Linked DNA regions of Sus scrofa: regions 2, 3 and 4 are each linked to region 1. Evidence: chromatin contacts called from public HiChIP or PLAC-seq data. All regions are on one chromosome and are shown on one strand. The core of a region is the stretch at or near the end of the contact, and the rest is flanking DNA. Distances in the headings are between cores, read along the strand shown. Region 1 overlaps PITPNC1 (phosphatidylinositol transfer protein, cytoplasmic 1). Region 2 overlaps PITPNC1 (phosphatidylinositol transfer protein, cytoplasmic 1). Region 3 overlaps PITPNC1 (phosphatidylinositol transfer protein, cytoplasmic 1). Region 4 overlaps PITPNC1 (phosphatidylinositol transfer protein, cytoplasmic 1).

Region 1 (6,628 bases), core at 1,358-3,857:
GCATCCAGCTGTGCTACAGAAGATCCCTTCTGTCCTTTGCCAGTCGTACATTTTACAGCTAAAATGAAGCTGTGTGGCACACTTAGGGAATCATACTCTATGTGAAACCACATGCACACTCGAGAGATCCAAGGAACATGTTTGAGTGACAAAGCAGTCTCTTTCTATATCAGAAGATTCTTTAAAAAAAAAAACAAAACAAGACCCCAAACCAAAAATATAAACCCCCATGAAATATTCATATGAAGTTACTCTGATTTGGGCCGACATGGCTTATCTGAAGAATGTATGCCAGGTAAATTCAGGGTGGCTTTTTTCTCAGGGTCTGGAAGCGTGAGAGTTTCTGGGGCAGACTTTTTCCGGGGCCGATCTTTGGGAACCGATAGAAATTCTGGTGCATCTGTGGAGAGAGGAGTGGATGGAGCACTAGAAGGGGCACTGCGGACTGAAGAAGGCAGGAGGGGGATGCTGGAGATAGAAATGGCAGGTGGGAAAACGCCAATTTTCTTGTTGGTGGCTTCCTGAGTGGCTCGTTCAAATTCTCGGACCTCATCCATTGTCATGTCTTAAAGGAAAAGAAATAGAAAGAGAAATGAGCAGGCATTTAGAAGAGTTGCAAATGGATTCATTGCTCTGCCTGTTTTTTTCTTTTTTTAAAAAAATGTTTGGCTGCACCAGCGGCATGCAGATGTTCCAGGGGCTAGGGATCGAACACATACCACGGCAGTGACCTGGGCCACAGCAGTGACAGTGTGGGATCCTGAACCCATTGAGCCACCAGGGAACTCCTTTCTGCCTATTTTTAAAGGACCTATCAAAACCCCATGATAAAGGCGTCTCTCCAGATTGTATGTCCAAATTAACATCCAAATACTAAGGCTTAAATTTTTTTCTTTTGGATTGGGGCGAATGTCTGAAAAAATAGTCCTTTGTGAATATCCATCTGAGATTTTCCAAAGCACTCTTCAGTGAGTATTTCAAGTATTCGGAGTAAGAACTTATCAGGAGAGTACAGATCTGTGCCGCTGCTATGTATGTGTCTGTGTGTGTTGTGGGAATGGTGGGTGTTGGAGCTATTATTAGACCTGGCCATCCTTTCTATAAAGGGAAAGTAATTAAGCAATCAATGGCCCCCGAATGATACATATTATTACCTACTTCAGCTTATGAAAATACTAGTATACCTTTGTAGTGTAAACAGGCAAATCGTCAGAATTTCTCCACATGCTCTTCTCTTACTCAACGCATACACTTTTTGCATTCTAGGGGTTACTTGTTTCCTGACTGTGTAGCTATCCTAAGATTTTTCAGATGCTGTGTTTCACTTACTTCACCTTAAAAAAGCAAGTATGATATGACAACAACCAACCAACTCTGCTAATTATCCCCAAACCAAGGAGAAAACAAACAAACAAACAAAAAAACCAACCACTCCTCAAGGAAACACGAAAAGAAAAAGAGCAAAGAACAAAAAGAGAGGATCACTTCATGGGTGAGAATTTTATTTAAAAGAAAAAGGAGCATTATTTGGCGTTCAGGAAGTAGTTCAGGGATGCCTCACTTAATAGGCATTGCCAAGATGATGTAGATTTTCCGAAAACCTGAAATGTTCTTACTACGTGAGGAAGAAAAAAAGTGTTTTAAATGTAAATCTTTCCCTCATGTAAATACATTAAATAATGTATTACAGACATTTCCTACCTTTTAGACATAATACTCTGAAAACATATCACTGTGCTATGATACAGTGATGACTTTGCTAAAGCAAAGAGTTTGAGGTCTCGTCTCTCATTCTCAGGAACTCTATTAGTATTGCTACTACAGTTATTGTTAATTACTCTCAGCCTGGCTACTATCCTCTGCCAACTTTATCACTGCTAACGGGGAAAACAGGTAGCTGGGCTTATTAGAAAAAGCACTGAGTGAAGGCCTAAAGCTTGCCCTTGAGTAAAAGATGAAATTGGCTGCCCCATGGAACTCTTCATCTGTTTCAGCTTCCCAGACACCCATTTTTCATTCCTGTCCTCTCCCAGGGGAACCTTCAGTAGAGGATGGTGCATAAACTAGTAGGAAGCAACACAGCCACTTTGGAAATATTAACTATGGAGTAAATACTCATAACACGGTATTAATAATAAAGACATATACATAATTATGTATGTTCATATCACAACATATGAGCAAACCAGAAATATTGTTTGAAAAGCAAAAATCCTTAAGAGGATTTCCTGGGAATGGTTATTAAAACTTTCTGAAAGGGAAACGTTTTTTACAAAGGGAATAAAAAATCATGACTGTTGATAGAATATAAAACTCAGAATATAGCAGGAAGTACTTGACCTGTAACCTTACCACTTAAAAAAAATACCAAGACTGTTAAATAAGCTAAGAAATGAGATTTAAGTTTTTTCAAAAAGAGGTATTTCAAAACAAATTTTGGACTCCGAAAAAATTTAGCTGTGTTTCTGTTATAATAAATGGATATCATCTTTGAAAAACCAGGTTTTCCATGCAAGTGGCTGAATATAGTGCTCTACTCCAAACATCCAGCAGGGGGCAGAAATCACCCAAGGAAGAGAATTCGGATTCTACACTCTGGTTCACAGTCTCTTAGAAGTTCTCTTCCTTCAAAGTATTGAAGCCGCTCAGTTGAAAAGGAGACTGTTATTTCCTTACTGCTGTGGCCATGGATGTTCATTTTGCCTAATTTCAATCTAGTTTATCTCTACGCAGGTGGATGATTTAAACTTACCGAGCATCCATGCCGTTTTTACTTGTTATGGGCAGCAGCCTTTTGATTTCAAGTTTTCCATTACGATAGAGAAGAAAAATACGGAGAAAGAAATGATGCCCAATTTGATGGAATTCCAAAGAATAAGAGACATGTGGTAAGCATTCAAAGATAACCACTTCGTGTAATTCCTGAGGAGACAGACGTCTCTGAAGTTATGGGAAGGACTGTGCGTTGCAGCCAGAGAACGCACAGGCTTTCCCACGGGCAGACCCATCCCAGGTATCTCTACACAGTAGACTTTCTAATAGTAATAATCACAGTGAAACAGAAAGAAAACCAAAGAGCCTCAAGCTGTAAGCCATAAGAACTCAGAATGAGGAAAGCACTGCGTCACATCCTTTGGCCATGAGGCATCTTCCTCTTTCCCTGGCTTCCTTTGTCTTGTGCTTACAGAGTGAGTAGCTTTCAGAGCTCGGCTGAGGGGGGGAAACGGTGTCTAGCATTCCTAAAGAAAAGGTCATTCAAAGTGATGGAAATTCAAGGACAGTCTCCTTACTGAGCATTTCTAACTTCAGAACAGGGCAAGAGGAAGGGGGGTGTTCTCTTGGAACTGGTCGGTGCCTACAGAGGAACTTCTCAGTTAAGTCTGGTCCAAACAGCTTTCTGCAAATCCAACCATGGCATGCAAAACGGGAAGGAAGAGTCAGGGGCATTTCAACCTCAAGGGCAGTCACATGCAGTCTACGGCAGCGCATGAGCCTTACAAGGCAGATTCCAAAGACATGCACTCCAAAGTCCACTAGACATTTCCCACGTGCAACCAGAGGTCTCCACAATTCTAAAGCGCTTACAACGACAGCCACCTCTCAACATTCTATAACCACGTGGTCAATTTCTTAAGTCTCTACTAGGTATTAACAGACATGCGGGCTCAAGCTAGCACCCAAAGACATCACAGCTCTGGCCAAAGATGCATATCAATGACTTGGGGATAACGTTTTTCTTTGTAACTCATCTTCATGGGAATGAATGACTGAGACAGAACTCTAGTTAAGATGCCAGCGTACACCACACAGTCAGCTCTTCATCACCCCTGTGCCACTAAATAATGTCAGGCTCTCCCAGGCTTAAGTCCCAGGCTGGATCTCATCTGGCTCCTCCTCACCACACCTTCACTGCTCTGCCAGTGGGCACTTGGACAGCAGCCCCATCTGGACATGAACCCAAGTCCCAAGAAACTGGTTGGATTAAGACAGCCATAAAGAGCCATAGAGAGCAGTTCAAAGCAAATGTAAAGAAACCTAAAATACCAGATGAGCCACAGCCCTCCCTTACATGAATGACGGAGTGCTTGCTGTGCCTTCAAAAGTTACTGGCATTGATGTTTTAGTTTTCACACGACATCCGCTTTTACCCCTCTGTTCTTTTGTGGCGCAGGCCACAAAATGTTTCCACTCTCTGTGTTCTTGGTTTCCTGACCCAAACAACCCCCCACGTCAAGCAGCTTTAAAGAATGGAAATGTCTGGAAGCAAGAGCTAACACTGTCCAATGGAGACCCTGCTGAGGTTTTTTTTAACCTATGGCCTCTGGGAGACGATGCTTTTTTTGTGGACGTTTGAGACGTGAGCGTTTGAAGTCACTTCAAAGATCTGTTTACGTGTACGTTTGGTCAAAGGTGGGCAACATGTTTCAAAAATTCTACATACACTTGTTTGGGTCTGGCTCTCTATGTGATCCACAGTGGAGGAATGCTGATTGCAAACTTTTATGTTGGTTTGTTCATGCATGTTTTTCTCGTATTCCCGAACATCATCCATTGTCATATCTGAAAGAAGGTCAAGACGTTGGCAACTTCTGTTATTAAAGGCAAACTTTCAATGGGGGGAGACTTTAGGGAAAGATGGCAGCTTAGCAGAAGCCAGAGAGAGGTGTCAAAGCAGGGGATTCACTAACTTTATGCGGAGTCAATCATAAAGTTAGCTCAACCAGCCAAAGGGAGAGTGAATACAAGGGCGTTAAGTCAAAAGAGTCTTAGAACTGAGAAGAGTGGAAGTTATTGAGGGGTGATTCTTGTCAAGTGAGCTAGGTGGGTAGGAAGTGTTAGCACGTGGACAGTGCCGTAGCCTGAGATCTCCTAAGAGCATGGTTAGAAGATCCCTTTGAAGGACAGGGCCAGGTCTGTGTGGTTTAATACTTACCTTCCATATACCTTTCAAAATACATTTAGAGGTTCTTTAAGACAAGGCATTCGACAACAGAGAGGACACTTTCATTGCTATTTATAAGAGACATGACATAGAAGTCAGAGAAATGTTGCTCCCCGGTACCCGTGAGATTTGGTGCAATGCTCGCAGAGATGTATTTCTGCACAGAATGCATGGTGTCAGAGAGTGCAGGTCTACACTGAACGTCAAGTCTAGCCTAACAGCTTGGAGCTGGCTGGCACTGCTTCCACCCACGCTGATCTATAAATACAATGGCACGTGACATGATGATTTTTTGGCCCGAGTATGCAATTTTTCAGTATTTCAGAATAATAATTTCTTAATCCAGTGGTTTAAGAAACACAGAGGACAATTTTGCATTGTCACAATTGGGGTGGAGGTGCCACTGGCATGTCGTGGGGAGAGGCCCTGGATGCTGTGGCACATCCTGCAAAGTGTACAGTATTCCCCCTGCCCCCAACAAAGACTTATCTGGAACAGAATGTCAGGGGTGCCAAGGTTGAGAAACCTCGTCTAAACCCAACTGATAAAAAACTTAAACAAACAACCTGTTTGTCTTCAGTATGTGAAGTGCATAAAAATCATAATTAGTCTCACTTTAAATACTTCTGTTGCTTTATCCTCCACTCCCCACTCCACTCCTTGGTTGTTTTATAACATTTTATCAGCAATTTCCCCAGATGGGCATTCCTCTGTTGCTCTCATGGCAGAATTTAACTTCATGCCTCTTTACCGTGAGTTATCAGTGCTCGACAATTCGTTAACCAGTCTACCACCTTGATCACTAATTAGCCTGGTGGGGATTTAGAGTGGGGATTTACAGCGGAAAATTTTCCTTAAGTATTTTCTGCATCATGTGGTTCGGTGTCTTTTTATATCAATCCATGTGTCTCAAGCGAGACTCTTCAATTTCAAAGGGCAGACCTGCCCGAAGTTTATGAATTAATTCAGTGTGGTCTGGGGCTGAGACGCAGGGCAGCTCTAAATCCAGACGTGAGCTATTTTGTTTGGCTGATGACCCTCCCACCCCAACACACACATCCCGAAACCGTTAATCGAAAATGCTGTCAATAAGCAATGTAAGTATCAAGAATGCTAAGCAACAGTCTGGCCAAGCAAAGAGCATGCTTTTCTGTTAGAAAATCAAGGTAACTGGAAAGCAGTAAAGAGGCGCTGCTTTGAGGTTGGAACAAATGCATCTTAGTTAACAATAATAACACATCCTTTCAAGAGAAACACTTTAAGTTCAGTGGCTGGTTATCAAAATTTCTTAAACACAAATACACTTGGAATGAAGATTGAGGTCCTTTTCAGTTAACGTCTAAAAATCCTCTATACATATATTCATTAACATTCTCCACACACTTTATTTTCACCCCTCCCCCAATGCCATGACAGTAATTTCCAAAACAAAAACAAAGGTGGTTAAATTTCTCTTGCTCTCGTAAATCTTAATGGAAACTGTACTTTAATTAGCTCACTGTTTGGAGAGAGGCTTTCACGGTGTGATTATGGGCTTTCAAAGATATATCAAATTTTATGGATGTGAAGAAAGATTTAATAACCAAGAAACTCATTATTATCTTGTTCATAATAGTGAAAAATCAAAAACAACTTGGGCCTGATAGTAGTATGCAGCCATTAAAAATGATGTAGAAGAAAACTGAA
Region 2 (6,628 bases), core at 2,847-5,346, 190 kb after region 1:
GCCGTCACTGGTGGAGAGCAAGCTGGCATCCCCAGAGGCACCACAGAAAGAGAAGCATGGTGTGGTGTGGTGTGGGACACAGTGACTTGAAGATTGAAAGTCAAAGCCACGGGTCTGAATTCTGCTACAAATGAACTATGTGACCTCAGCAACTGACCTGACCGGTCTGCATCTCAGTTCCCTCTCTGCAACAGGAGGCAACTGGATCACCCAATTTTTAAAGTTCTTTCCAGCCATAGAAATCTTTACTACTAGAAGAAGCACAATCTGCAAAGCAGGAATTTTCAAATCTAGGCCTCATTTGCAACAATCCTTACCTTATGGGGCTTCTGCAACCTGAATTTCCTGAAACAACAACAACAAACAAAAAACAAACAAAGCAAAGAAACCCAAAGCACCAAAAGATTCTTACTGTCCTCCTTCAAACATTTTATTGCATCTCGGAGTTCCCGCCCTGCCTCAGTGGAAACAAATCTGACTAGCATCCATGAGGATACAGGTTCGATCCCTGGCCTCACTCAGTGAGTTAAGGATCCGGTGTGGCCGTGAGCTGTGGTGTAGGTTGCAGACATGGCTCGCATCTGACATTGCTGTGGCTGTGACGTAGGCCAGTGGCTACAGCTCCAATTTGACCCCTAGCCTGGGAACTTCCAAATGCAGCAGGTGCAGCCTTAAAAAGACAAATAAATAAATAAATAAAATTTATTGCACCTCATGGACTATCAGGGAAACAGCCAATTATGAGAATTTGGATTTCCAGCATGTCTTAAGGGACCATATTTGGGGTGGATTAAAGAAGAGACTAACAACAGGGACTTACCATACAGGAGAGGGAATTATATTCAATATATAACATATATGTGTGTGTGTGTGTATAACAATCATTTTGCTGTACACCTGAAACTAACACAACACTGTAAATACTTAAAGAAGGGGGGAAAAAGAGACTAAAATCCACCATTCGACTTTCAGAAGTTTTCTATATAGAACCAAAACATTTTTCGGTTTTACTAGCCTAAGCGCTGCAGAGTTGAAAAACCTAATGCTAGGCAAAAGATATGCAAAATCTGATTCTACTGTGAAGGAGGTAATGTTTCATATGATTATTAAAAATATATCAGAGATAGAAAATTTTCTATCCAAAGGAAGGGGAGCCCTTTATCTATAGTATACTTCTGGTTTGCCTTCCAAACAGGTCTAGAAATACTCTCCTCCACATAACCATATTTTAAAACTTTTTTTTTTTTTTTTTGGTCTTTTTGCCATTTCTTGGGCTGTGCATATGGAGGTTCCCAGGCTAGGGGTCGAATCGGAGCCACAGCCGCTGGCCTACGCCAGAGCCACAGCAACACCAGATCCGAGCCGCGTCTGCAACCTACACCAGAGCTCACGGCAACGCTGGATCCTTAACCCACTGAGCAAGGCTAGGGATTGAACCCACAACCTCATGGTTCCTAGTCGGATTTGTTAACCACTGTGCCACGACGGGAACTCCCATATTTTAAAACTATAAAACCATGTTTTTTAACATTTCTTTTAAAAATAACTGATCAATTCATTGTCAAGAGTTTTGCTTAAATTGTAGCCCTTCTAAAATATTTTATGCTAAAGATCACTACAGATTTAACAAAGAATTACAATAAATAACAGCGTCCTGAAGATCAGTTCCAGCCTTACTGTTAGGTCAGTAAGAAATTCTGATTCCATTCCTCTATGGCGAAAAATGTCGCAAAACACAGTCTTTCTCCTTCCAGAGATCCAAGTAATCCTTGTAGCTTGATGAAGCAGAATTGCAAACTTTTCAATTCTCCTAAGCCTTATTCCATGATCCTAGCCGATCTTCTTCTCTGCATTTATCTGGCTACTCCTTTGGCCCTTTGCATATACGATTTTGAATTGCTATTGATCCGGTTACTTTATTGAACTGTAAATCCCTTGAAGGTAGCATCCAAATTGTGTGCTTCCTCTGTATGATTAATTCCTAAAGGAAGTGCTCTTGAGGACATCTAATCCCAAACTCCATCCCTGTAGAAAATTTTACATTATTTTTTACTATACAGGTAAGACATTTGGCAGAGGCTGAAAGCTTTCCAGCAAAAGTCATTTTCTCCTTCCTCTGTAGCATAGCATCACGGCTGGTCACATTAATGCCTATCAGGATTTTGCTCCCATCAAGCTTTATAGTTGGCAGCTGGGTATGGTCACGTGACTGTGTCTCTGGCAAGGGATGTGTGCCACTTTGGAACCAGAGTCTCTTCCACGCCCCCTCTTCCTCTCTGTGAGGGCACCCAGCCGTGACCGTGTACAAGAGGACAAGGCCCTGGGGAGCGAGAAGCCACAGGAGGGAAGGAAACAGGTCCATGGATATCTGAATGGAACCCAGCCCGCTGCCTATCTGTACCCTCACCTCAACCTGCTAAACGAGGGAGAAATTCCTTAGGTCTCAATGCTTGGCCTTTGACTGTAACTAATGCGTGTGTATTTATAGTCGAAAGGATGAGAAAATATGAGAAGCAGCAAAGTCACCTGGACCCTACTGCACCTAAATAATAATTAACATTTGGCGGAAGTTCCTTTTCAGCGTTTCTCTGTGTCTCCCCCCAAAAAACACATATACATATTTTTCTACAGAAATGAAACCACACTGGTTTAGAGCCTCTCTCACTTAGTATCATCTTCTATCTAATATACTGAATATTTTTCTATATCAAAAATTTATTGATTTATTTAGGCCACACCCACTGCATGTAGATGTTCCTAGGCCAGCGATCTAACCTACATCACAGCAGTGACATGAGCCACAGCAGTGATGATGCCTGATCCTTAGCCCTCTGGGCCACCAGGGAACTCCAAAAAATACATACATTTAATTCAAATGACTGTATGCTATTCTATTGCTTGGATTTATCGACATTCATTCAAGTAATTTTTCATTGTTGGTTATTTGCATTTCTTTCCTTTTAAAAATTCTGTTATAAACAACGCCCCACGGAGAACACTTTCGTACACAAATCTTTACATAACCATCTGGGTTTGTCCCCCCCCACATCTCTAGGGTCAGCAAATCTGTGCAAACAAAGATGTGCCCTCTTTCTGAGGATTTGCATTGTCGTTATGTCTAATATGTATTTGCAAGGTTGCCTTCATTCATTATATTTTGGAATGAACTCTTAGTCACGTTTCGGCAAACAGAAAAACCAAACCAAGTCCAGCTCTCCACCCAGGACCTGGGATGAGTAACCGACTCCCCCAGCAGTGGGATCAGGCAAACTCCCCCTGCACGGTGCTGGCCCAGCTACTAACACGCCTAAAAGGGAAAGCAATAGTAGGCCTTGTTTCCCGCTGACAAACCTTGATCTACATCTGTGTTGCCAATTACTTGTTCAACAAACCTGTTACTTTTTGGGAAATAATAAATAATTCAGAGAAAGTCATTTTGAATCCTCTGACATCTGTTGCTTGTATGACTCTGAATTATTCATCAGTGAGCATAAACCGCATTAATTAAAGAAAAGGACCGAGGCAAACCATGGAAATAGAAATGAACATTGCAGGAGAAAATGCCTTTACCCAACCCGGGCTTCCCTCATCACTGACAAATATCCAAAGGGCCCGCCAGTCCTTGGAATTGCAAGGAACTGGGAGACTCAGGCATCAGAAAGCAGAATGTAAATGAGGAACACAATTTCATGTTTCCAAATTTATTTTTCCTCTCCTTTACAAAAATCTCCCTCTTGGCTGGGATCCTTTTCTACCTGCTCATCCTCTGGGTTGGAGAGAGTGTCTTGGTTTTCCAACAGAGAGGAAGTTTACCAAGTGAGGTGCAAGAGAGTCACCAGATCAAGCCTTGCTGGGCTCCTCTGGACACGGAGATTTAGATACATCATGGAAGAAGTCCCCCCAAAGACAGGACAGCTCAATTCATCTGGCTGCGACCGCCTGATCATTTATTTCCATGACGATATTGGCGCTTCCTCTTGACAAAGCGCTTTCTTGTGGGAAAGAGCAAAAGAGAAAAACCTTACAGCCTGGCTGCCGAGTCTACACAGGTGGCTGTGGGCTACCCCTCCCCCCAGTCTGTCTCCTGCACAGGGAGGGTGACTTTAGATTCCGTTAACACCCTTCACTACATAAGAGCCTTCGGAATCAGGGTGGGTGGCAGGGAGGGCGCCCCCCCCTCCCCGTGACAGGAAGGAAATGTGTTACAAGTTTACAAAGCGCTGTTGGTAAACAGATGCCTCCGTCCAGAGGTGGGGCCCTGGGTTTCTCAGGGACCAGAAGGAGCAGGCCTCTCTGGAAAGGCAAGGTTGGGGAGCCGTGACCTTGGGTGGTTTGAATCAGGGGATTTTCAGAGAAAACTGTTCCTTTGTGTGGCTCCGGCGAATTGCTCAGTAATGATTTCTGGGCTCCGAGGTAACCTGGCCTCCGTCTCCCCCAACTCCGGTACCAGCTGCTGGGGTTGCTGTGGGCAACAGAGGAGAAACACGGGGCAAAGAACAGAGCAGCCGGAGGAGGAAGGGGAAAAAAAAAAAACAAAAAAACTAACCAGACTGAAGAAAGCCACAAAGCCCATTTGGGGTCTTTTCAAAACCTCTGAATTCAGAGACATGACAAGCAACTGGCAAGGTCTTCTTACCCGTGGCCACTAATGAATGGCTTCTGAGCCCAAATAATCACTCCAGTCTCTGCAGATCTGACGCACAGAGACCTCCCAACACTTTCAGAAAAAGCGAGACACAGACCCCCTCCACGCACTTTTGAATCCTCTTTCAGGAACACCCTTTCAAGGGATTTCACAAACCTCCCCTGTTTTTTTTCCCACTTTGGTCTGTTGTTGTTTTGTTCCTTCAGGGAGGAAGGTTGGAAAAGGGACAGGAGATGGGGGAGGGGAGTTTGCCCCGCTCAGGATGGCCCCACATCAAAGGGGGCTTGTGGTTAAAAATGGCGAAGGACGGGCTGGAAAAGAAGCCAGGCGCTCAGTTTCCCAAAAAAGAGGCTGAACAGGGATTTCTGTGTCTCTTTCAGGCACTCACTACCCACAATGCAACTATGGATTTAGAAAAGATCACTCAGCAGCGGATTTGAAGACAGGAACTCAGAAGGATCCCTTTTTGAAAGACAATGGATGGATTTGCTGGGTTAGAGGCCCCTCCACCGAAAGCCAAGTCCAGCTGGGATGGGCGAAGCCTGTTTGTAATGTCAGAATTTCCCAGATGCCCACACAGCCTTCATTTCATTCCAGTATTCAAAAAAAACATTGGCTGAGTACTTTCTCTTTAGGGGGAAAGAAAAGGTGCTGCCTCCTTCCTCTACAATCCAAGCAGTGTCTAAGCTAGAGGTAGAGAGAGTCTTAGGGGCTGAACACAAGGGCTAACGAGGGTGGGCTGGGGCATCGCTATTAACAGGAAGAGCCTGGAGCACCCAGACTGGGGTCTTGGTTTGCTGACGTCGCTACAACACATTCAAAAATTGAGGGCGGTGAAAACATACTCTACCTGGGGGTGCTGAGCAAGAATTTTAGGGGGGAGGAGGGGAGCACACGGGTTCTCAGTTTAGGACACAGGTGGAAGCCGCAGGGCAAAGGGAAGCCAGGGCCCTAGATGGAGGCCCCCAGTCCTTGAATGTTGTCTGAATGGTAAAAATAAAACCCAGAGTCCCCAGTGGAGATACCAACGAGCAGCTCAGGAAACTGCCTCAGAGGCAATACCTATTGTTTCCAAACTTCACCCAGCACAGGAATTACCTGGGAATCTTGTTACAAGGCAGGTTCTGATTCAGAGCATCTGGGATGAGGCCAGAGATTCTGCACGTCCAACAAACTTCCAGAGGATGCTTTGCGGCTGCTCCGTAGACCATACTCTGAATTGAAGAAGTTCAATCCAGGAAACACAGTTGAATGTGTTGACTGTAGTTCTTTTTTTTTTTTTTTTTTTTTTTCTCCTTTTTTTCTTTTCCTTTTTATGGCCACACCCAAGGCATATGAAAGTTCTAGGCCAGGGGTCAAAGAGGAGGTGCAACTGCCAGCCTATACCACAGCCACAGCAATGCAGGATCTGAGCCGCGTCTGAGACCTACACCACAATTCTTGGCAACACCAGATCCTTAACCCACTGAGCGAGGTGAGGGATCGAACCTGCATCCTCACAGACATTTTGTTGGGTTCCTAACCTGCTGAGCCGCAATGGGAGCTCTAGAATCGCTGCAGTTCTAAAAGGGAAACCCATGACCTAGTCCTTGCCCTGCTTAATTAAATCAGTATATATGGCAGTGAGACCCACCAATGGGATTTTATTTTATTTTTTAAGTTTCCCAGGTGATTCTTCTGTGCAATGAGAGTTGCGAACCCTGCTGCTTGGACTAATTCTGGCTCTCATTATCCACTAGATATGTGCACTCAGGAAACTTAATCTCTAGGAATCTCAGTTTGGTATCAGAAAAAGGGGATGAAAGAAAAATGGCTGAAATAGATTGGTGCAGAAACAGATGTACAGTTATCTGAAAGCACTTTGAAAGACGATAAAATACAATGGCTATTTTACTGATCGAGTCTCAGTTTCCTTGATTAGAATGAGAAGTGTCCCTAACTAATCAAATTTCACAAATATCAGCTGCATGCTAATTCTATGGA
Region 3 (6,628 bases), core at 2,314-4,813, 180 kb after region 1:
TGGTTGGCTCAGGTTACTGGATGCAGTGAGGGACGGGTAATTTTGTTTCTGAAACCTAAGAATAATGTAAGTATTACTTTTTTTTTTGCTTTTTTTAGGGCCCCACCAGGGGGTATGGAAGTTCCCAGCCTATGGGTCAAACTGGAGCTGCAGGTGCCAGCCTACGCCACAACAATGCAGGATCCAAGGCGAGTCTGTGAGCTACACCACAGCTCACAGCATCTCCAGATCCTTAACCCACAGAGCAAGGCTAGGGAATGGAACCCGCATCCCCATGGATACTGGTTGGGTTCATTTCTGCTGAGCCACAATGGGAACACCCAATCTATGTATAACTTTTGATTAAAAAAAAAAAAACCCACTTATTCACTTTTGACATTATCACCTTCATCCTTCTCATCTCTGTTCTAAATAGAAATAATTCTGCTAACCTCCTGTAGTAACACTAATGCTTTCAATCACCATGTATGAGTCTGCGTTAAAATCAATTGAGAAGTCTGGCAGAAATGAAAACATTATTTTCTAGAACAAATTGCACCTAATGCTCTTAGCAAGGCTCAACCTAACTTGGTTTTTGGACCCAATCTAACTTGGTTTTTACAAAGACAAGTAATAACTTTTATATGACTCAACTTAAAGAAAGCCAGGAATGGGACTTAGACGCCTCTTAGAACTAGTTAAAAATCTGCATATTTGGGGAAATTATTGCATGCAATAGTAGGAGGAAATGGAGAAGAAAAATAAAGGAGAAGGGGAAATGTCTCCCTTACAAACGTGTTTGTTAGAGGGGTGGTATTTTGAAAATATGTTCTTCCGGAGTTCCCGTCGTAGCACAGTGGTTAACGAATCCGACTAGGAACCATGAGGTTGCGGGTTTGATCCCTGCCCTTGCTCAGTGGGTTAACGATCCAGCGTTGCTGTGAGCTGTGGTGTAGGTTGCAGACGCGGCTCGGATCCTGCGTTGCTGTGGCTCTGGTGTAGGCCGGTGGCTACAGCTCCGATTCAACCCCTAGCCTGGGAACCTCCATATGCGCGGGAGCGGCCCAAGAAATAGCAACAACAACAACAACAAAAAGACAAAAGCCAAAAGACAAAAAAAAAAAAAAAAAAAGAAAATATGTTCTTCCCCTACCCCCTGCCAATTCAAGTTGTGCTCTCTGGCATTTTTTTTTCCTCTAAGGACACATATTATACTTGGCACTATTCCAAAAATGCTTTCTGTAATTCTGCAACATTTTCTTCTCAAAATTCAATTCTCAGCAACACCAAAAATTCAGAATTTCCAAAATCCTAAGCCTAAGAAATGAGAAAGTAATTGAATAAAAGAAGCCAGTACAGCAATAGGCATGTTAAAAGAAGCTCAACATCGCTAATTTGAGAGACATGAAAATCAAAACTATGAGGTAACACCTTACACCGGTCAGAATGGCCATCATTAAAAAGTCTACAAATAACAAATGCTGGAGAGCATGCAGAGAAAAGGGAACCCTCCTACACTGTTTGTGGGAGTGTAAAGTCATATGGTCAGTATGGAGGTTCCTTAAAAACCTAAAAATATGAAGCTCCCTGTGGCACAGCATGTTAAGGATCTGGCGTTGCTGCAGCTGTGGCACAGGTTCAATCCCTGGCCAGGGAATTTCCACATGCCATGAGTGTGGCCAAAACAAACACACAAACAAAAAACTAAAAATAAAGTTGCCATATGACCTAGCAATCCTACTCTTGGGCATATATCCAGAAAAGACAAAAACTCTAATTCAAAAAGATACAGGCACCCCCATGTCATAGCAGCACTATTTACAATAGCCAAGACATGGAAGCAACCTAAGTGTCCTAAGTGACAGACGAATGCTAAAGAAGATGTAGTACAATGGAATCTTACCCATAAAAAAGAATGAAATAATGCCATTTGCAGCAACATGAATGAATGGACCTAGAGGTTATCATATTAAGTGAAATCAGATAAAGATTAATATATATATCACTTATACGTGCAATCTTAAAAAATGATTCAAATGAATTTATTTACAAAACAGAAATAAACTCACAGACATAGAAAACAAACTTATGGTAACCAAAAGGGAAAGCTGGGGAATAAATTAGGAGTTTGGAGGTAACAGATGCACACTACTATGTATAAAATAAACAACAGGATTTATTATATAGCACAGGTAACTATATTCAACATCTTCTAATAACCTGTAATGGAAAAGTATCCAAAGAAGAATAAATATATAACTGAGTCACTTTGCTATACACCTGAAACACAACAGTGTAAATCAACTATACTTCAATTAAAAACAAGAAAAAAAAATGTCTATATCCAAAGACATTTATTTCTATGGTACCTTTTAAATGCTGCTTATATGTGTTCAGTTTTTCAAGGACAAAAACCTCTCTATCACTGTCACTGTGACAACATAATAGAATTAGCTAAAAGTACTCTCCCTGTAAGTTGCTAAATATATTATGCCCAGAGCTGTTTCAGTCAGTATTGGTCTGTTATGCCATGGTAACAAAGCACCCCAATATATCCTTGGCTCAAAACAGCCAAAATTTACTTCTTGCTCAAGCAAGTCAACAGGGCTGCTCTGATCCTCTGTGTCACTCAGGGACACGGGCTGACAGAGCAGTCATCACCTTGAACTTTGCCGGTTACCATACAAAAGGGGAAGAGAGAACGCTTGATGGGCCCACACGAACAGGCAAATGCTAAACGTGGCACTATGTTGTTGCTACAGCTCATTGGGCAGAACAAGTCACGTGTCCTCGCCCAGCCACAGAAGACCAGAAACACAATTCTCTCATGTGTCCAGAATGAGAGAGAACCAGAAGTATCTGAACAACAGCAACAAACAATAACAGATAGCTTTTCAAAAACACTAGAAATGAGACTATTAAATGGGCTTTTGTGTGTGTGGTTTTTTGGGGGCTGTTTTTTTTTAAGTGTATTTTGTTGTCAAAATGGATGTCATATTCAGGAATTCCATCTGGCTGACAATACTAGATGTCAATTTCTAGGTTGAGAAACCTTAATCCCCATCAAATTTGTCTTTACAAGTTCAGGTTTGCAGCCCAAATCCATAAACCATTCTGTCTTTTGTAAGCATTTCCTGAGCCCTAATAACTACAAAAACAAACTCTCACTCTTTGATTTTTGATAGATGCTTGCTTTACAAGAAAGGAAATGTGACTAATTATTAGGATCTGCTGCATTAGTAATGGCACCAAATTTTTTCTATTTTATCTCATTATTTTGACATAACAGGATGCCAAGCAAGAGAAATGTCTAGCTCTTCAGGTTATCTAAAATAATCTGAGCTAAAATCCAGATGTACTTGGCCATTAATTTAAAAATCAGAAATGTGATTTTCCCAGTTCAATCAAATGTCTAAATGGAGAAAAATGTCTTCGATGTTATCGAAGACATCATTCTGGCTTTCTTAAAGCAGAGTTTATATTGACTAATACATAGTTACAAATCGCTAACTCACATTTAATTGCATATAGAGTATGCGATGCACAGTTGCCCAAGTCATTGGTCAAGACAACCCCTGAACACGGGCTGCATATTCTAGAGTTGAGCGGGTTTTCCCTTCATGTTGCAAGAATTCTAAAGACAGACCTCATTAGATTGTCTTCTCTTTTTTCATTTATCTTGACCAGCTAGATTCAAGGTTGTAATCTGATTCTGACATGAGCTAGTGCTTGGCGTGGCTTCCCCCAGGAGCTGATGCTGAGAAAAGAACTCAAGTGCAAGCAATGTATTTGGGACACGAAAGGAATGGGGAGGTGATGGAGGGAAAGGAAAAAAGAAATGGTACGTTTCGAGCCGATTACCACTCTAGGTAACTGAGGGGAACTCCACAGGTGGAACCTGCCAGAGCCATGTGGTTGCACCTCTTAGATTTACCCATCAAAAAGCACCAGGAAGCTGGGGTATTTATTCATCAGCTCTGTCAGTCATTGGTTAGGCTGCTCCCAGGAAGCATTGCATCATGGGCAGCAAACTGATCTTTAGGCAAGAAAAATCTTCAAGCAAAGAAATGCAGGTGCTGTACATCAGAAGTCAGGCCAACATGCATTGAAGTGGTAAAGATGAAGGAATATGGCAGGGCACTGACAGCATCTGCTAGAGCTACTAACTCACCTGGTAACGGCCACCAGGTCCAAGTCTAACTCCAGCCAAATGCCTGCTATTGGTCCCTAGGAGCACCCGTATTGTATCATGCATGACTGACTGCGTTTCATGAACTAGCTATGTTAAAATAGCAGCAGCCCAAGGTGCTGATATTTTTAATAGGCTTAGTAAGAATAAAACGAATGGTAAGCCAGAAATAAAAGGTTAAAACGCACAAAGCTACCGTTTTATAGCAAAAGCAACATTTCCCAGAGTGAAAACACTTGATCCCCACTCTATCATGTCATCTTGTTTTACTGTCTTTTCATCTTTTATCACTATCAGAAATTACTTATTCATGTATTTTATTTAGGAATTTACTTGTTTGCAGCTGTTTCAACCACTTAGAATGTGAAAAGAGAGACCCTGTTCATAAGTGTAACCCCAGCACTTGGCATGTGGATGCTCAATCAATAGTAGCTAAATAAATGAAAGAAGATCTCTGCAGACTACAGGCTCTGACAAGTCCTTTATCATAGGTCATGGTGACTTTATTTACCCTAGCCTGTCTCAAGTTCATTTGACCGTGGAATCCTTTTATCCTGGAAATTAATTTTTCCTGGGAACAAAGTTTGAGAAATGCTAGTCCAGAGGTGCCAAAGCCAGCAAGACCGAAAATAACGTTAGTGAGTGTGACATGGCTAATAAACTGTAGGATACACCGGAAATATTCACTTCTAGAAGTTCAAGAGACTGAAGAGGTAAAGGCCGCTCCTTTTTTTCTGGCCTCACCCACAGCATGTGGAAGGTCCTGGGCAGGGATCAGATCCCACACCACAGCAGTAACCCGAGCCTCTGCAGTGACAATGACCCCCTGTGCCACAAGGCAACTCTCTAAAGGCCACTCTTTAAGAAACAGAAAACATTCACAATACATGTAAGTAAAATCATTATAGTGTTTGCCTTAAGCTTATACAGTGTCGTATGTCAATTATAACTCAATAAAACTGGAAAATTAAAGAAACAAGTAAGAGTCTGGTCTTCCATGGGTGGAGGGGAGGATTTGCAATAACATGGGTGGACCTAGACAATCACACTGCGTGAAGTAAGAGAAGGACAATATTATATGATATCACTTAAATGTGGATTCTAAAAAAAAAAAAAAAGATACAAATGAATTTACAAAAAAAAATAGACCCAGAGACATAGAGAACAAACTTATGGTTACCAAAGGGGAAGTGGGGAGAGGGATAAATTAGGAGTTTGGGATTAACGTATATACACTACTATATATAAAACAGATGCGAGTTCCCATCACGGCTCAGTAGTAAAGACCCTGACAAGGATCCATGAGGACAAAGGTTCAATCCCTGGCCTCCCTCAGTGGATTAAGGATCCGGCATTGCTGTGAGCTGTGGTGTAGGTCACGAACGAGGCTTGGATCCTGTGTTGCTGTGGCTGTGGTGTAGGCCGGCAGCCGTAGCTCCGATTTGACCCCTAGCCTGGGAACGTCCATATGCCTTGGGTGCAGCCTTAAAAAGACAAACAAACAGCCAGATAACCAACAAGGATCTACTGTATAGCACAGAGAACTATACTCAATTTTTTATAATAACCAAGGGAAAAGAATCTGAAAAATTATTTATATATATATATATTTATGTGTATATATATATATGTGTGTGTATATATATATATATATATATATACATACACATGGAGTTCCCATTGTGGCTCAGGGATAACAAACCCAAGTAGTAGCCATGAGGATGTGGGTTCAATCCCTGGCCTCACTCAATGGGTTAAGGATCCATCACTGCCATGAGCTGTAGTGTAGGTTGCAGACATGGCTTGAATCTGGCGTTGCTGTGGCTGTGGCATAGGCCCGCAGCTGTAGCTTCGATTCAACCCCTAGCCTGGGAACTTTGGCCCTAAAAGGGGGGGGAAGTGTGTGTATATATATATATATATAATATATATATATATGTGTGTGTGTGTGTGTGTGTGTGTAAATATATACATACATATATATATATATACACACACACATATATATATATATCTGAATCACTTTTCCATACACCTGATACTAACACAACATTGTAAATCAACTATCCTTCAATTAAAAGATAAATCAGAGGACACTATGATTGCTCAAATTGCTCAAAAAAAAAAAAAAAAAGGAAAAAAAAAGAGAAAAACATCTCACTCAGCTGGTGAGGGCCCGCCCCATTTCTAAATGATGCCAAAGTACAGGTTCCCTAATAAAAGGTGCTCCAGGAAATCTCATCCAGTGGTAACTCTTGCTCTGACAAAGTCTCTTTCATTTTCCAAATTTTGATTTACTACAACCCATTTGATTTGTTACAAAGCAAATCGGTCCTAGGGAGAGGGCAGGCTGGCTGACTACTAAGAACGGCAGTCTTTCTCAGGGCAGAACTTTGGTTCAGGTTTTGTTGGTGGACAAATCTACGGCAGTTGTGTCAGAATATAGTTATCATGGAAGAG
Region 4 (6,628 bases), core at 1,094-3,593, 150 kb after region 1:
CATGTTTCTTGGGTAGATAGCTGGGTCACATGGTAGCTCTGTGTTTAGCCTTTCGAAAAATTGCCAGACTGCTGTTTTCCACATCACCTGCCCCATTTACACCTCCACCAATCATGTCTTATATTTGCTTTTGATAGTTTTAGGTTCCCTGTGGAAACAAAAAAGCCAAACAAAAGACTTCAAAAACCAAGAGTAAGTTATGGGACTAGTGTGACCTGCCTTGCTCCTGACACTGTATTTGACATGGGCACATCCAATGAACACATATCCGGGGCAACTCTCCAGCCCCGTGGTGTCTTTCCATTACTCTGTGGGGACAACAGAGCTAAACTTGACACTACAGACGATGAGGAGTTAAGACAGATGGTCCAAAGGTGCTGCTCATACAACACATAAGGAAACGGTACGAGGGATTAGAAATGGAGTGGCACAAGCTATAGTTGTCCAGGAAGGTGTCGTACAGAAAATGAGGCATGACCCCTGCATGGAGAAACACCAACCTGTTAAGGAGAAAGGGTAAGTTACAGCCTGCGAAAAAATCCTGACATTTATCTGCTCACAGCAAAACCTCACTACTTCCTAGGACCCCTGAAGATGTACTACGGAAATAACAATAAAAGCTGCCACACACAAGAGGGTGTGGAAGAAAGGCAACCCTCCTACACAGAGGTGGGAATGTAAATTGGTACACCCTCTATGGAAAACCGTATAGAGGGTCCTTAAAAAACTAAAGATAGAGTTATCTTATGATCCAGCAATCCCACTCCTGGACATATATCTGGAAAAGACAAAAACTAATTCAAAAAGATACGTACGTCCCAATGTTTGTAGCAGTACTATTTACATTAGCCAAGACATGGAAGCAACCTAAGTGCCAATCAACAAACGGATGGATAAAGAAGGTATGGTGCATATACACAATAGAATACTACTCAGCCATAAAAAAGAACACAATAATGCCATTTGCTGCAACATGCTGCAACTAGAAACTTCAATCCTAAATGAAGTAAGCCAGATAAAGACAAAAACGACACGATATCACTCACATGTGGAATCTTTAAAAAGTGACACAAATGAACTTATTTACAATACAAAGATAAGCTCACAGACAATGAGGAGTTAAACATATGGTTGCCAAAGGGAAAGGTGGGGGCTAGATATTAGGAGTATGGTATTAGCAGATATACACTACTACATATAAAACAGATAAACAACAAGGATTTATAGTTCCCTGTATAGCATGGGGAACTATATTCAATGCCTTGCAATAACTTATAATGGAAAAGACTATATACACACACACATACACACAACTGAATCACTTTGCTATACACCTGAAACTAACACAATATTGTTAATCAACTCTGTGTCAATAAAAAGTTGTTTTGGGAAAAAAAAGGAAAACAGAGGGGGAAAAAAGCTTCCACACAGTGCTAACTTTTCTAGAGGCAGCCTGATGCTAAAGTATTTATACTTATTTAATCCTCACAACCACCCTATGAGGTAGGCAGTATTTTTATCTCTATTTTACAAATGAAGAACTGGTGCACGGAGAGGTTGAGTAACTTGCCAACGTCACCCAGCTAAAAAGTAGCAGAGCTGGGATTTGAATCCAGGTAGCCCAGCTCCGGGATCCACACTCCCCTGTCTCTGGCATTAATCGCCTCAGCCACTTGCTTGACATCTCAATAAAAGCTATTTATTTATAAGGCTGGGTGAAAGTACCCTGGGAAGTAAAGTGACTTTCTTCACTCCTTCATGCTGCTGACAGTTTTTGGTTGATATTAGAAATTTTTTTTAAAGAGGTGGGAGACAGCAGTGCCAACAAGAGCGAGCAGAGAAGAGAAGAGGCCACAGGGGAAGTTACCAGGGGGGGACAGAATTAGAAGCTAAGAGCCTAAGGTCCTCGGCCCTGCTTCTGGAAACTCTCCCTCCTACACAAATTGTGACACACAGTAATTAAAGGAAGCCTACCCACCCATACAAGTCCTTGAGTTTTTAAAGTAAAAATGAAAATTAATGAGTCCATCTAATTTGGACTCACAAAACACGTGGGTGGAAGAAATTCCCACAGCTGACAGCTGATGTGACAGTTATTTCGCGAAAAGGAATAGAAACTCCCAGCCTGTCTTTGGATGTGAATGTTTCCAAATGTGATTCTAAACTTTAGCCTGAAACAATATACAGGACAGGAGCTGCATATAGATATCCTAGAGGAGAAAATCCCCTGAGCTTCCCGGTCAAGCTGATGTGAGGGAAAGTGAGATGAAATAGCCACTTCTCCGCACCCTTCTTGAGAGCCTGCAGGAGAAAGGCAGCGGCTTGCTCTCTGCTCAGACACTCTTATCAATTGAAATTAGATTCCTAAAGGCATTGTGGAAAATTGCATAGTCACAGGTTTCATTAAGCCATTGCAATTATCTGAATCTAAATACACCAAAATGATAGATGCTACTACCCTTTTGACTCCCCCCACCCAAAGAAATGTAAAATCTGAGAACTACAGGTCTATCACCAGGTCCATAAGGCAAACCACAAACTCCTGTCCTCACTCCTAGAGAAAGGAAAAGACTAAAATTCAAAGATCACATCTTTCCTGGTTTTCCTTCTTTTTGACAAGCCTCCTCCATAATCCCAGAGGAAGACATTTCCAGAACTGCTGACAACCCCCAGTGGAGCAAGGCCTTGCTTCCTCCTCTTGGGCAGATGGTATTTGCATACTGACATATTGTAAATCTAGTCACCCAGGTAACGGCCTCCAGTTAGCAACAGCGCAATGAAGGTCAGCCCGATTCCTTCTAAAATTAGAAGCCAGACCAATCGGATTTTTAACTGTTCAAGGTAGGATGCCCGGTTAGATGGCAAATCTAATTCTGGAAGTGAATTTTTCAGTTGGGAGACTCAGCACTGTTAACAAGGGCAAGTTGGAGCATTTCCACATGATAATAAAATAGGTTTTGACACACAGGTGGAAGATTTTGGCTCTGTGACGCTGCCGTGCCCATCTGTGGCTGATCCTACTACGACTCCACTCCCTGTTAGTGGGGTTGTCCTGGGCCTTGCATCTCCCTTAATCTTCATAGGCAGTTGGTCCTTAAGGACTGGAGATTCCAGGCCAGCCAATCAGGCCTCCGGCAGTTGGCCACCTCTAGCTCCACCATGGTCCTCTCTCTGCCCCATCTTTCCCTCCCTCACAGGCAAACCGCCTGGTGCGGAATAAGACCCATCTTTCCCAGCTCTTTGTGTTGGCCCACACAGATCCCTCCTACCTGGGATTTGCTCCCTTCTTTTCTTTCCTCGACCATGGAGAACGAAGGGTCTTGAATAGGTTTCAAGAAACCCATGAACTGTGCACAACTCCCTGCACTGTTAACTTCTCAAAAGGTCGCATCCCCCCAAAATATTAAGAGCACCAGCTGTCTAATCCACCGCTGGTATCTGCACTGGCATTTCCCATAAAGACTTCAAGGGACGTCCATTCCTTGGCTGGAATACAGTGGGGAGAGGTGAGCTGCACACGCACCTATGTGTGGGAACAGAAGGTCAGACAGAGTTGGATGGGAATTTTTAACGTGGGCCTTCTCTGGGCCTTTGCTGTGCTGACGTGCACCATGAACCACTGATTTCATGGGACACTTCTTAATGTCCGGAGTGACACCCCAGGAAAGCCGGCTTTACTTCAGATGACAACTACCACGTCATGCACTGCTTTGTGTTCTTCTTCCATTAGTGTTTTGAGCTATTTTTTACTCCATTATTTTTAGCAATTGCTAGAAATCTTATCATTGCACTTATCACTTTGTGTTGTGCCTTTTTTTTTTTTTTTTTTTAGCTGTGCCCACAGCATGCAGAAGTTCTGGAATGAGGGATTGAACCCACACCACAGCAGCAACCTGAGCCACAGCAGTGATGCCAGATCCTTAACCCACTGAGCCACCAGGGAACTCAGTTGTGCTTTTTTTTAAAAATATCATTTATACCCATATTCTCTACTAACTGGAAGCCACTTGAGAGTAGAGTACACAACCAGATCTCTTCATATCCCCAGTGCCTAGCTGACCAGAGCTTAGACACTCAGTATATGTCAAAGGAAGGACCAAATGAACGAATGATTGATTGAGCTTATCTCCCTAACTGGATATCAGGCTCTTTCAGAATATAAACTACATTTTAAACCTCTTGTGTTCCCATAGCACCTAGAAAACAGCTCTTCATAAGGCAAAAGAGTCAATAAAATTATTAAAATTTAAATCCATTAGAGAATATTTATCAAACATCAATTATGTCCTGGGAACTAAGCTATTAAAATGGTCAAATATAGTCCCTGCAATCAAGGAGCTTAGATTCTGGTAAGGGAAAGAGACATATAAACAAAAAATGATGATAAAATATAAACTTTTAAATATATAAGTATAAATACATAAAGGAAGTGCAAGCTGCCTGGGAACACAGGATGGAGCCCTCAGATCTGTGTGTGCTTGTGGGAAGCTGGAAGGGGTCAGTGCTGCAATGCTGAGATTTTGACTAGTGATCTGCCACCAGGGACTGACCACTTGGGTCCTCAACTGGCCATGCTAAGCCACATTTTGGGGAAAAACTGTCCAAAAGGCTGCTCCAGCTGAGGCAGTACTCACACTAGCTCTGGCCTCAACCCAACAGGCTCCGAGCCTGGTAAGTGGGCCTCCCGGCCTGGAAGTGGTGAGCCCTGTTGCCCAGGGAGGGCCGTCCTGGAGGATAGAGCCAGGCAGGCAGCCTAGCTTCACTCTCTCCAAGTCCACAGCCAACACTTGACCCTCTATGTCTTACTACTCTGAGTGTTAAGGATGGGAAGTCCAGAGAAAGGAACACACGAAGGAAAAAGAATGGAAGCACTTCTCTCTTCCCTGGGAATAAGGGCACCGCTGGTCTCACTTGCCCATCTGGATTTCCACCCAAGAATGCCAGGACTCAGAACCCTCGGTTTCACGGGGAATCCTAAGAAGCAGCATGCGAAGAAAAAGAGACCATGCCTCCAGACACAAATCCAGTAAGTGTTCCTCCTCTGGATCCTCCCAAAAAGGTTCTCCTGCTCTTTGCAGGAGGGAGTAACGGGTACAACATCCCCAAACCCAGGCCTTGTTATTTTTTCAAACTTCCAGGTTAAGGTTGAGAACCACTGGGATAATGGAGCAGAGAGGGGCCCTTGAACACCCAGTAGGGGAAGATTGTTAGGACTGAATCACACACGGGTCACATTTCCAGGGGCAGGTCAGGTCAATGCATAAAACCAGTGGCTAAAATGAACAGATTCACTTTCTCAGCAAATTAAACACATGGGACAATCCTTCACTTATACATAGAAAAATGTATAGGATTGTTCCCGTTGTGGCTCAGCAGTTAGCGAACCTGACTAGCATCCATGAGGATGCAGGTTTGATCTCTGGCCTCACTCAGTGGGTTAAGGATCCGGTGTTGCCGTGAGCTCTGGTGTAGGTCACAGATGTGGCTCAGATCCCTCACTGCTGTGGCTCTGACATAGGCCAGTGGCTACAGCTCCAATTGGACCCCTAGCCTGGGAACTTCCAAATGCCGCAAGTGCGGCCCTAAAAAAAAAAAAAAAAAAAAAAAAAAAAAAGAAAGAAAGAATGAATGAATGAATGAAAAGAAAGAAAAAAAGAAAAGAAAAATGTTTGCCTTAATATTTTTGTCTTCGTTTCCCACTTTTAGTAGAGACATGGGTACCAGGGTATGTTTTTCTACCTTAAGGAAAACAACAAGGCAAGTGTGAAGATGAATTACAAATGATAACCAGATGCGAGGGAGGGAGGGAAAGAATGGTGGGACGCAGAAACCTGGAGGGCCATGCCCCGTCTAAAGGGGGCTGCAGCCACCATGCCCTAGGGGATGCTTGTCAACATTTCCTATTACACAAGAAAAGCTGGAAATCTAGAGTTTTTAATATGAGTAACTTCTAAATGTTGGCTGGAATTAAAAACAGGAACAGCAACTCACAACACTATAAACATGAGAAACTGGTGAGCTACATTTGGCCACATGCGTTTGTAACTTCTGATTACATGTAACTCTGTTACAATGAAGAGAGAGAACAGATGTGCACAAGCTGAATAATACTGGAAAGTGTTATATTCCAAAGTCAAGCTGCCTCATTAATGTGGATGCCCCAGACAATTATGGGAATGGAGAAGATATAAGAACACTGCAAATGTTTTAGCATGGCTCCATTTCCAAAGGCTTCCTCCATATCCTTCACCATTTCAATATTGATACTGGTCAGAAAGCATATGTTAGAAAACAAAGAGTACACTTTATTACAGCAATAATAACAACACTTAGTGCTTCCTGAATGTCTACGCGGTAGAGTACAAAGCAAGGACTAAGTGCTTTACTAACAATTATCCCATTTAATCCCGACGGCAATGCTTTGTTGTAGGCAAAATTACCATCTCAGTGTTCAAATGAGGAAACTGGGGCAGAAAAAAGTTAGGAAAAATTATCAAAAGTCACACAAGTAGGTGGAGCAGCTGGGAATCACCCCAGATCTTCCCACCAAAAGTCCTGAGCTGGACATCATTCTCTCCAGCTCTGAGGCAGGAAGTGGAGAAAAATGAGGAATTAAAGGGCATAATCA

Evidence for each region. HiChIP or PLAC-seq counts read pairs in DNA pulled down with a chosen protein or histone mark.
Region 2: a contact with region 1 is called in an H3K27ac HiChIP or PLAC-seq map of alveolar macrophages. The contact joins two enhancer-like sites. A contact is called at or near these places in 8 of 47 Hi-C or Micro-C datasets (alveolar macrophages, blood, embryonic fibroblasts and 4 more) and 2 of 2 datasets of contacts at active chromatin or transcription factors (alveolar macrophages and skeletal muscle).
Region 3: a contact with region 1 is called in an H3K27ac HiChIP or PLAC-seq map of alveolar macrophages. The contact joins two enhancer-like sites. A contact is called at or near these places in 1 of 5 promoter capture datasets (liver), 4 of 47 Hi-C or Micro-C datasets (embryonic fibroblasts, fibroblasts, retroperitoneal adipose tissue and 1 more) and 2 of 2 datasets of contacts at active chromatin or transcription factors (alveolar macrophages and skeletal muscle).
Region 4: an H3K27ac HiChIP or PLAC-seq map of alveolar macrophages shows a contact between it and region 1. The contact joins two enhancer-like sites. A contact is called at or near these places in 1 of 47 Hi-C or Micro-C datasets (embryonic fibroblasts) and 2 of 2 datasets of contacts at active chromatin or transcription factors (alveolar macrophages and skeletal muscle).

Annotation. Positions count from the first base shown.
Region 1 is chr12:14,008,865-14,015,492 of Sscrofa11.1, reverse strand. PITPNC1 (phosphatidylinositol transfer protein, cytoplasmic 1) reads right to left here. Exons shown (of 9, transcript NM_001143722.1): 9 at 1-565. The coding sequence ends at 249. Among named protein-coding and RNA genes, the nearest start is that of NOL11, 23 kb to the left of the region's middle. Within about 2 kb of position 2,607, at least 24 of the 83 cell types and tissues checked have an H3K27ac peak or open chromatin away from gene starts, as enhancers often do. A contact at or near this core is called in alveolar macrophages, liver and retroperitoneal adipose tissue, where this site is marked.
Region 2 is chr12:13,816,374-13,823,001 of Sscrofa11.1, reverse strand. All of the region lies in intron 1 of PITPNC1 (phosphatidylinositol transfer protein, cytoplasmic 1), which reads right to left. Among named protein-coding and RNA genes, the nearest start is that of PITPNC1, 78 kb to the right of the region's middle. Within about 2 kb of position 4,096, at least 24 of the 83 cell types and tissues checked have an H3K27ac peak or open chromatin away from gene starts, as enhancers often do. A contact at or near this core is called in alveolar macrophages and retroperitoneal adipose tissue, where this site is marked.
Region 3 is chr12:13,834,031-13,840,658 of Sscrofa11.1, reverse strand. All of the region lies in intron 1 of PITPNC1 (phosphatidylinositol transfer protein, cytoplasmic 1), which reads right to left. Among named protein-coding and RNA genes, the nearest start is that of PITPNC1, 96 kb to the right of the region's middle. Within about 2 kb of position 3,563, at least 5 of the 83 cell types and tissues checked have an H3K27ac peak or open chromatin away from gene starts, as enhancers often do. A contact at or near this core is called in alveolar macrophages and liver, where this site is marked.
Region 4 is chr12:13,857,241-13,863,868 of Sscrofa11.1, reverse strand. The region is part of intron 1 of PITPNC1 (phosphatidylinositol transfer protein, cytoplasmic 1); the gene reads right to left. Among named protein-coding and RNA genes, the nearest start is that of PITPNC1, 120 kb to the right of the region's middle. Within about 2 kb of position 2,343, at least 5 of the 83 cell types and tissues checked have an H3K27ac peak or open chromatin away from gene starts, as enhancers often do. A contact at or near this core is called in alveolar macrophages, where this site is marked.